Linked DNA regions of Danio rerio: regions 1 and 3 are each linked to region 2. A link is a contact called in public Hi-C and Micro-C data. All regions are on one chromosome and are shown on one strand. Each heading gives the region's core, a stretch centred on a gene start, on an enhancer-like site or on the middle of the called end of the contact. The rest is flanking DNA. Distances are from core to core; before and after follow the strand shown. Region 1 overlaps igfbp2b (insulin-like growth factor binding protein 2b). Region 2 has its middle 500 kb from the start of tns1b. Region 3 holds the start of igfbp5b (insulin-like growth factor binding protein 5b).

Region 1 (3,290 bases), core at 444-2,943, 640 kb before region 2:
GTTTATTCTAAATTCTGCTTTGAATTTGTATTTCAAACTTATTGTTCTATGTAAACGATACATTGATAATGTGTTTTTAATATGGAGTGGTACTGAATCGGAGCTATTAGAATTCTATTCTTATGTCAATAATAGTTCTAGTGCTTTAAAGTTCACCATGGAATTCCACAAACACAAAATGAATTTTTTTTAGATGTACTTGTAAGTTTGACTGCATCTGGTATACAAACAACACTATACCAAAAACCCACTGATCGTAAAATAATTTTACATGGACATTCGTACAATCCAGTACCATTAAAACGTTCGTTACCTATAACCATGGTGTTTTAAAACTATTTTAGCTTCACGCAGAGCTGATGCAGATGTTGTTGTTACAAATGGGTTATATGCACGAAAGTGTTGTTCAGCCACTGAAATCTCATGGGGAAAGATTGATGTGACAATTTTCAGTTTTATAAAGGCCTTTTTTACAGCATCGATGATGTAGATTTATATTTAGTTTAACAACAAAACATCAGTTATTCTGCCTAGCCTGCTGTACTGAGCTGAAATTGCTTTTATGTTCACATCGGGTCATTTCTGAACAATGACAGCATGTGACGCGTTCCCTATATTGTTAACCTTGCTACTCTGAATATTCGCTGTGAAATAGCATGTAAGTGTAGCTGCACGCTGCTGACCAACAACTACATACACTTCTAACTGGCGAATGATTTGAACTAGTGGGTTGCGTTCGTGATTTCACGAGGCGTGACTTTGAAACACAGTCCCTCCCCTGCCGTCCTAAACTAATATGCTAACCAATTAGCATTTTGGCTCATCACTTACAACTGCACCTTTAAGTAAGTGTAGGTAGCTTAGGTTGGTGGATATTTATTAACGTTCTGTACAATAAAATAAACCTCAACAAACAGTAAATGGGGCAGCATGCTGGCTAGTCATTAGCACTATCGCCTCACAGCAAGAAGGTTGCAGGTTTAAGTCTCGGCTGGGCTGGTTAGCACTTCTGTAAGGAATTTGCATGTTCTCCCCGTGTTAGCGTGGGTTTCCTCTCGGGGCTCTGGTTTCCCCCACATTTGAAAGACGTGCTATAGGGGAATTGGAGATACTAAATTGGCTGTAGTGTATGAATGTGTGTGTGAATGAGTGTGTATGGGTGGTTCCCAGTACTCTGTGTATATATACATTTAAATGGAGACGCCTTAATAAACTTATTGGAAATTTCACAAGAAAAACAATGTTGTGCTTGGTTTTAATCGCAAGTTTATTCTTTCATGAGTTATATACTAGCCCCCTCACATATACTAATGTGCTACAAACAGAACGTTAAAATCTACACCAATTCCCATTTTATTAAGGTGTATCCATATGAATGGCCCACCCTGTATATCAACTCAAACTAAATTGCTTGGGGCTAAAAAGTTTTTAGAAATGACCCACATACGCTGAAAGTTACTTTTGCCTGAACTATCAAATAAAAGTGTCTTTTTTCATTAGTCGTTCACTTGTGAGTTGCCAGGCACGTTTTGACTTAAAAGGGCGCATATCTCTTCACAGGCCTCTGCAGCTATCTGAATCAAGAGCTGTCATTATTCCAAGCCTTTAACTTTCTCTCTCCGCTGTGCTTTGATGCGCTGCCAGAACACTGATCCTGACTTTGTTTTCATTGACAAAATAAGATCCTTTGCGGTCTTTGACCTGAGAGCCATAATCCACATTTCTATAAATAATATGTCAATTTGTTACGAAACGACTATCCTAACAGGACTGTGCAGCATTCATTAATTAACAATGGCTTTTAAAAAGCAATTACATTTTGGATCAAAATTAAACTTGCATGCAGGTATGAAAATTCTAAGTAGAAATTTGTGTATGCATATCAGAATTTCAAAAAATCTTTTTAAGGCAATAAATTGACTCTTTCCAAATAAAAATGTCTACTATATTTTAAAGCATCACTACAATAACTCCGGTCAAAAAACTATTTCTTTCTTTCTTTCTTTCTTTCTTTCTTTCTTTCTTTCTTTTTTTTCTTATTTAATAATATTACTTAAAACATTCCAATACAGGCCTAGAAAGCCATTACAATCAAAAGAGTAAGGTTGAAATCAACAAATAAGCACATCTAAACGTGCAAACTGTACATGAATTTGATCACTCTTAATAAATTATATTAAAACGAATTATGACTCTTACAATGTATTGTTATTACGTACCGAAATGCCATTGTGCTAGATAGAAGTGGCACATTTAGGACTTAAAATAATCATCCATTGTCATGATCACCAGCAATCTAGTAGCTGCGGATCGCTTAAGGACTACAAACCCGCCATTTATGGACTACAATATCCAGTCATGCAACACACACATTTTTTCCACAATAAAAGCAGTTTTTGTAATAATAATGAAGTTTTAAGTCCTGATTTTATAGTACAGTGACCTCTTAAATGCCAAAATATCATGTGAAAATGTACTTGTCAATGTCTGACCACTTTAAGTGATACAGTGGATGTAAATATATGAGTAGTACATAATTTATTTTTATATGAATAGTTATTGGGCGGGACGATGGCTCAGTGGTTAGTACCGTCACTACACAGTAAGAAGGTCACTGGTTTGAGTCCAGGCTGGGCCAGTTGGCATTTTCTTTCCATGTTTGAGTGGGTTTCTGGGTGCTACGATTTCCCCCACAGTCCAAAGAAATGCGGTACAGTTGAATAAACTAAATTATCTGCAGTGTATGAGTATGTGTGGGTGTTTTCCAGTACTGGGTTGTGGCTGGAAGGGCATCTGCTGTGGAAAAATATGTTGGTATAGTTGGTGGTTTAATCTGCTTTAGCGACCCATGATGAATGAATGAATGGTTATTTATTTATTTATTTAGTTTTTAATGGGTGATTGCCAAATAATACAGAATTTTCCAAGAATGTTTTAAAGAGAGCCAAGTGATATGAAGCTGGCTTGCAATATGGAAACCTTCAGATGATTAATTAAGATGTGGGTTCTTGCCAGGGCTGCCAGGTTTTCACTATAAAAGTAGCCCAGTGGCCATTCAAACAATAAAAACTCAACTAAAGTCCAACCAAACAATTTTGTTTTTGCCTCAGTTTCCTATTTTTACTGTTCAGAGATGCTCTTCTGTATACCTCAGTTGTAACGAGTGGTTATTTGAGTTACTGTTGCCTTTCTGTCAGCTTGAACCAGTCTGGCCATTCTCCTCTGACATCTGGCATCAAAAAGGCATTTGCGCCCACAGAACTGCCACTCACTGGATATTTTCTCTTTTT
Region 2 (3,435 bases), core at 344-2,843:
AATCACAACAGACTGAGTCATCAGACCAATCAGCGCAGATTAGCATCGCACTAAAGAGGGGTTCGGGAACGAATCAAATGTGAGTCGTTGGGATAAATAATAAATGCTTATTATAAGACAATGAAAGTGTTTGTTGACCTTGCATGCATATCAGCCAGTTGTTGGAGACCCCCAAAACCAAAATATGACCCTTTTTAAAGCATAATAGGCGCTCGTAAATAAATAAAATAGGTCACACTTTACAATAAGGTTTATTAGTTAATGTTAATTAATGCATTTACTATCATGAACAAACAATGAACAATACATCTACTACTGTATTTGTTCATGTTAGTTAACGTTAGTAAATGAAAATACAGTTGTTCACTGTTAGTTCATGTTAACTCATGGTGCATTAACTAATGTTAACAAGCATGGACTTGAATGTTAATAATGCATTAGTAAATGTTCAATTATGATTAATAAATGCTGTACATGTGTTGTTCATGATTAGTTCATGTTAGTAAATGCATTAACTAATGAACCTTATTGTAAAGTGTTACCATAAAATAATAATAAAATTGTCCAAATAACTACATTTCAAAGTAAAAACAAGATTATTTTGCTTCCCCCACTTGTAGGTAATTTAGCTTGTTTTAAGGAAAAATTCTTCATTTTAACATTGAAAAAAATATATTTTTACTTGATCTACAAAATTTTATATATTTGGACTAGAAATGAGACTCAAAGTAGGAAAAGCATTCTTTGCATTGTGGTGATTCACTCTCTGTACCTCAATACTGTTAGACTCTTCTAACAGTCCACAAGACCATCTTGTGAAACTTTATTCATATCACAATATTCACCACAGAAAATTAAAATATCACAATATCTGATTTTTCCAATATATAAAGCACCTCTTCTTCAGCCTCGAGTATGATTTCAGGTCAGCTCCTCGGAGAGCGCCATCCAATCCTCACTTTGAAAGGGCGTCTCCCTCCTAAAGCTGCCACCATTGATGTGCGATGCGAGGACAAGAGGCTTTGCCAGGCGAGAGGACACCTGTTCTCCAGGAAGATTACAACCAGACGAAATATTGATTTTCAGATTTCCTCCCTATAGCGCACAAAGCCCGCTCAGATTAGAGGGTTATCCCCTCTTCGGCCTTAAATGGACTGCCTAATTCCTCTCATCTTGTCATTTGGACCCCCTGCCGAGAGCAGTTTCCAAAATCACAATGACATTTGCAGGAAAGAAACAACAAAGAAAAAAAGATATTGGCCCACACACACTTCAAAACGTGGTGTTGTACTTTTCCACTGGCCGTAACGTCTAACAGAGATGTTTTCCTGGAGCGATACGGTGTGTATAAACTGTGGGACTAAACTGGCTCCATTGTTTGGGTGTCGAGGGCGGACAGCTCTTCCAGTCACACATCGCTGAGATCTCCAAAAAGACAGACTCGGGCTAACAGAGAGTGTCTGAAATTCTTCTGAGGCCTTATCTAACTCTCTACCAGCATCAATAATGCAGCGTTACTCTGTAAAAGGACAGATAAGCTCGCTCCGGCCTGCATCTTCTGCTTCAGAGGCTTGCCCGGGCAGCTTGTTTTAGGAAGGGTCAACACTGACATCAAATGGTGTAGGCCTGTAATTGCAGGAATCATTTTGGGCCTGTCATTTGACCAAAGATATAACGTTTTAGTTATCTGTACGCTGTAAAACTTGACAGTCACTAAATGAAATAAGTTAGTTTAACATATAATAAAAAAAAAAAGTTACTTTGACTCTTTTATGATGTTTATGAGTTACCAAAACTAATTTTCAATGATTATATTAAGCAGAACTCTAATCGAATGAGTTATGAATTAATGAATTATACACTGGAAAACCTTAAAAGTAATGGTAACTCATTTGAGGAAACCGATTGCAACAAACCATTTAAGTTCAAAAACTAATCCAAATGAGTACTGTGAACTTAATTCATTTGAGTAAAGGAAGCAATTTGAGCACATTAAAACCCAATAAATAAAGAGAACTCAAACCAATTGAGTACTGTAAAACTCAACAAGTAAAGGCAACTCAAACCGTTTGACAAAACCGATTGCTACAAACCATTTGAGTTAAACTATCTATACGAGTACTGTTATATTTTGTTTAAGTTGAAGTAATGAGGTATTTAATTAACTCTTTACCTCCAACACTGAGTTCAAAGCCCTTTAGAATTAACTTTCATTAAATTTCGAGTTCTTTACACTCATTCCATTTGATAAAGTGACTGTTTTGTTTTAACCCTAATGCTAGAAGGAATACTAAACCATTTGAGTAGCTATATAGTTGTTTGAACTTAATTTAAGTTAATTGAACTAATAGTAATTTGATAACTGAACTTTAAAATTTTTGTATTTAGCATTTTAGTATTAGTAACTTAAACATTTTACGATATCAGCACAAATGATACATGTGACACAATATATAAGTTCACAATACTCAAACCATTTTGTTTCAAAACCTAAATGGTTTGCCGCAATCGGTTTCCTTTAACAGTTTGAGTGAACTTATCGGGTTTTACAGTGTAGATGCAAAATTGCACTGTTAAACCCAACAGTCAACTTTATCAAATAAAATCAGTGTAGTTAACTCAATTTACTTAAAGGTAATTCTACTCATTTGAAAAGAGTTTTAAACTCAGTGTTGAAGGGAATGAGTTAATTAAATACCTCCAACTTAAATGGATTAAGTTCGCTGTACTCATTTGGATTAGTTTTGGAACCTAAATGATTTGTTGCTATCAGTTTCCTCAAATGATTTGAGTTAGCTTAACTTTTTGGTTTTTACAGTGGGGTGGTAACTGTTTTATGCTATTTTAAGTAACTAAAATGCTGCATTTTTGAGTGCAAACCTACAAAGATGTTATTTTTTTACTTTTTGCTTAAGGTACTGTACCACTGTTACTAAAAAACAAGACTTCAAAAACAAAATCATGTTTTTCAATATCTAAAAATCCTTTTTATAAGCTTAATTATTCATATAATGTTTTTTTTTAATGTTTTTTTTTATTATTATTTCATGTGTCTTATTTAAGCTCTGGTGCTGTTTTGTGTATCTGCCCAAACAACGTTTCTACTTAATTTAATGTAGTAAGAAAATAAGATGAGGCGTCACAGTGGTGTAGTGGGTAGCACGATCGCCTTACAGCAAGAAGGTCGCTGGTTTGTGCCGCGGCTGGATCAGTTGGCATTTCTGTGTGGAGTTTGCATGTTCTCCCCATGTTCGCATGGGGTAAATCAGGGGGGCTAATAATTCTGACTTCAATTGTATATACATTTAGATTGTATATCCCCCTTTTTATTTTTTTTCACATTTCTAAACATAATAGTTTTAATAACTCATCTCTAATAACTGATTTATTTTTATCTTTGCCATAATGACAGTAAATAATATTTTACTAGATATT
Region 3 (3,085 bases), core at 319-2,818, 580 kb before region 2:
ATGTCAATAGAGCACCACAGCCAAATCAAGCAATAACTACACACACACACACTCAGAAAAACAGTTTGGAGTTGTCTTTCTTGAGGCGTCTTTAGAGTTCTGGGCAGCATAAATTATGCAGTTCTGGTGAGTCTGATGCTGCTTTGCGTCTGTGCAAATGAAATGCAGCATCAGAGCAGCTTTAAACATTCACTATATATTGAAATTCACTATCATATGTTAATGCTTTTATTCATAAACATGTTTATGTTCATATTATGATTGCAGTTTCTACTTTAGATGAAGAAAATATCAGATAGCAATATAATTATGCATTGCTTTATCAGTGTATTGCATTTGTATGCCTATTTTAGCCATTATATGGTAGGTAATTTTAAAGCAATACTATGGTACTACTATGTTAAATTACAAAAGTGGTAGCTCTGAGCCCAATTGTATGCCCAATACATTTTCAACAGCAATCGTGCTTGTAATAATAATGGTTTTGAATAAAACAAACAATCTACATCCAAATATTAAAACATAAGTGGTGCAATAGTACTTGCACAATGGTTCCACAAATACTATGGTACATTCCCAGAAAACGCGGTGCTCCCGCTGCACTGTAGCCAACATCTAGGATGACTTTGGAAATCGTTTGTTAATAATTGGCTTTGGATGAAACATAAACAGGCTTTGCTAATCCTTGCGCTGGAATATGATGAAAAAAAAAAGCAGGGAGCTGCGCAGACCGGCCACAACACAGAAAAGCTCATGCAGAAACATGCGCACGCCATAAAACAGGATCAGAGCAAGCCACAAAGTTCCCACCAGATACACGATCTCAACGCAACAATGCTTCCGTGCAACAAAGGCGCACTGCTTCCCAGTCAACTTACCAATGGGTGGGTGCGGTGGTTTGTATCCCTTCTCGTTCGTACACACTCCCCTGCCGTGCAGCAGGGCGTGAAGCGGCTTCTCCTCGCCGTTGCGCGGCAGGCAGCGCAGCCCGTGTGTGCATGTACCGGTGTACACCCCGCACGCCTGCCCCTCCGCCAGAGCGCAAGTATAGCAGCAGCCGCAGCCGGGCTCCTTCACTAGCTGACAGCCCACCGGGACCGGAGGACACATGGAGAGCGCCTTCTGATCGCACGGCTCGCACGGTACAAAAGAGCCTCCGCTGACGGACAACACCGTCAGAAATGTACCCAGCACAAGAAGAGCCATACTTCGTGTCAATGTGAATGAGGTCCGATGGAAATTAAAAAGAAGCAAGAACTAGATATGAGGGCGCATGGACGTCTGGCTCAGATTCGAGTTAAAGTCCGCATGCAAAGTGAAAACACAGGTTGGGGTTTTAAAAACGAGAAAATAAAAATAGTCTCTTTAAAAAAAGTATGATGATGATAACGTTGATGATGATAATGATGATGAAAGAATCCTGTGGATTTTTTAATATAAATATATTAAAAAAGATTCACTTGAGTATTCTCCAGTAGTCCAGTTTGTGCACAAGTTGTTGCGCACTGAAATTCTGGACTTTCCGATTCCAAAACACTTTCCCCTCTAGAAGTTTTCTGAGCAGACTGATCAACTTCACAGCAGTGCTTGCCTTTTTAAAAACAGCCAAACCCAAACCCCTAACTATGAATAAGCCAAACAGCGGTGAAGGGAGGCGCACTTGCCAGATCGTGGCGCAGCGCCAGCGCCTTTTTTCCCCCCTCGGCAATAGGATCAGTCTTTTACGCAGTGATGCCAAGAGCGCAGAGCAAAACACAAATCCATGCAAAATCGAAGATATGCTCCTCTGAGATCTTCCGTGCACTTTGCGGCTGGTAGAGCGACAGATTCGTGCACGGAACTCGTCGGCTTTCCAACAGATTCCGCGTCAGATGGAAACATGTATGTGACAAGATAAAGTCGCTCGCTCACACATGCGTTATGAAGAGTACACACAAAAGAGCACGATTAGGATCGCTCTGCTGATATAGGCACCACCCGTATATTAGTGCGCGCAGAGAACATGTTTGAGTAGGGGTAGATGTGTTTCGGTTCAGCGTCTGCTGCAACGCTGTGTCGCTTTGCTCTGTGCGTCTCAAACTTTGACACAATATCCCCGCTTTAGTCTTTTACACATTAAAATCCAGCAGTTATCCATAAACTGCTCACTTTAATGTCAAGTACAAAGTGTGCTTGGAGGGAACGATTATGCCATGCTCAAATCTCAACTACTCCCATTTTAACCAATAATTCTGACCATGTGAGTTTTATATTCATTCCTAATAACACATCTCTATTTAAGTAAAATGTAGAAAACACTAAGTTTTGTACTCGTTTGTGTTCATTACAAAGCAATTTAAATGCCAGATGTAACCGGTGTTACTAACTTCTTCTCATAACAGTGAGATTTCACACATGTAACTTTAAATGGTTAAACCGATGGTGTTACAACTCGTATAAATGCGCAGCAATAACTTCTGACTGCAGCAGTGAAGTTCATATACCCATCGCCGCAGCGCACAATTAAAACCAGCTGAGGTGTGTGGCAAATACTGTGGTAAATCTCTTTTCTGTCATGCAGAGAGGCTTTCCTTCGGTTGCCAAGTCTCGTTTGAGCTTTAATTACAGTGGTCTCGGTGGTAGTTTAAGAATAGGCAATCTACACCCACCTGTTCCAAACTCTGAACTACCGAAACCACAATTTAGAAAAGATGAGATTTAGCAGACACGATTGTTTAATCATGCCGTTCGCTCAGTGTCCAAGTGGCCCTCTGCTGTGTTTACATGTCCCTGATTTGCCTTATAGAGCGCTCCAAAATGGCATTTGCACATGTCCCATATGTAAAGTTCATCAGTGCTGTGAAACGAGCTGCTCTGTTTTGCTTTGGAATCTCTTTGTCAGATGTATGATACCAAGTTTAAAGAACTGCGCACGATATTTCACTTCATTTGATTGTTCTGGGTCTTTCATACATGCTGTCTCTTGTTTTAACCAGCTAGTGTGTCTGTGTGGAGTATCTTGCAGCTTTAGTTCGACTAGTGGAGATTTCGACCGCTAGAAGGAGCTGTTAGCAATGCTAAGAGGCTCTCTCTGTGTGTGTGTGTG

The links. Hi-C and Micro-C count contacts between places; a contact is called where the count stands out from the background.
Region 1: a contact with region 2 is called in a Hi-C map of an unstated tissue, with 6 times the contacts expected there. The contact joins two enhancer-like sites. A contact is called at or near these places in 2 of 18 Hi-C or Micro-C datasets (caudal fin and an unstated tissue).
Region 3: a contact with region 2 is called in a Micro-C map of caudal fin, with 12 times the contacts expected there. The contact joins the promoter of igfbp5b here to the enhancer-like site in region 2. A contact is called at or near these places in 2 of 18 Hi-C or Micro-C datasets (caudal fin and an unstated tissue) and 3 of 4 datasets of contacts at active chromatin or transcription factors (caudal fin, embryo and pancreas).

The regions. Positions count from the first base shown.
Region 1 is chr9:48,593,403-48,596,692 of GRCz12tu, forward strand. The region is part of intron 1 of igfbp2b (insulin-like growth factor binding protein 2b); the gene reads left to right. Among named protein-coding and RNA genes, the nearest start is that of igfbp2b, 36 kb to the left of the region's middle. Within about 2 kb of position 1,694, at least 3 of the 62 cell types and tissues checked have an H3K27ac peak or open chromatin away from gene starts, as enhancers often do.
Region 2 is chr9:49,234,713-49,238,147 of GRCz12tu, forward strand. No RefSeq gene overlaps it. Among named protein-coding and RNA genes, the nearest start is that of tns1b, 500 kb to the right of the region's middle. Within about 2 kb of position 1,594, at least 17 of the 62 cell types and tissues checked have an H3K27ac peak or open chromatin away from gene starts, as enhancers often do.
Region 3 is chr9:48,654,578-48,657,662 of GRCz12tu, forward strand. igfbp5b (insulin-like growth factor binding protein 5b) reads right to left here and starts at 1,569. Exons shown (of 4, transcript NM_001126463.1): 1 at 879-1,569. The coding sequence starts at 1,206. LOC141376210 (a long non-coding RNA gene) reads left to right here. Exons shown (of 2, transcript XR_012385640.1): 2 at 1-1,374.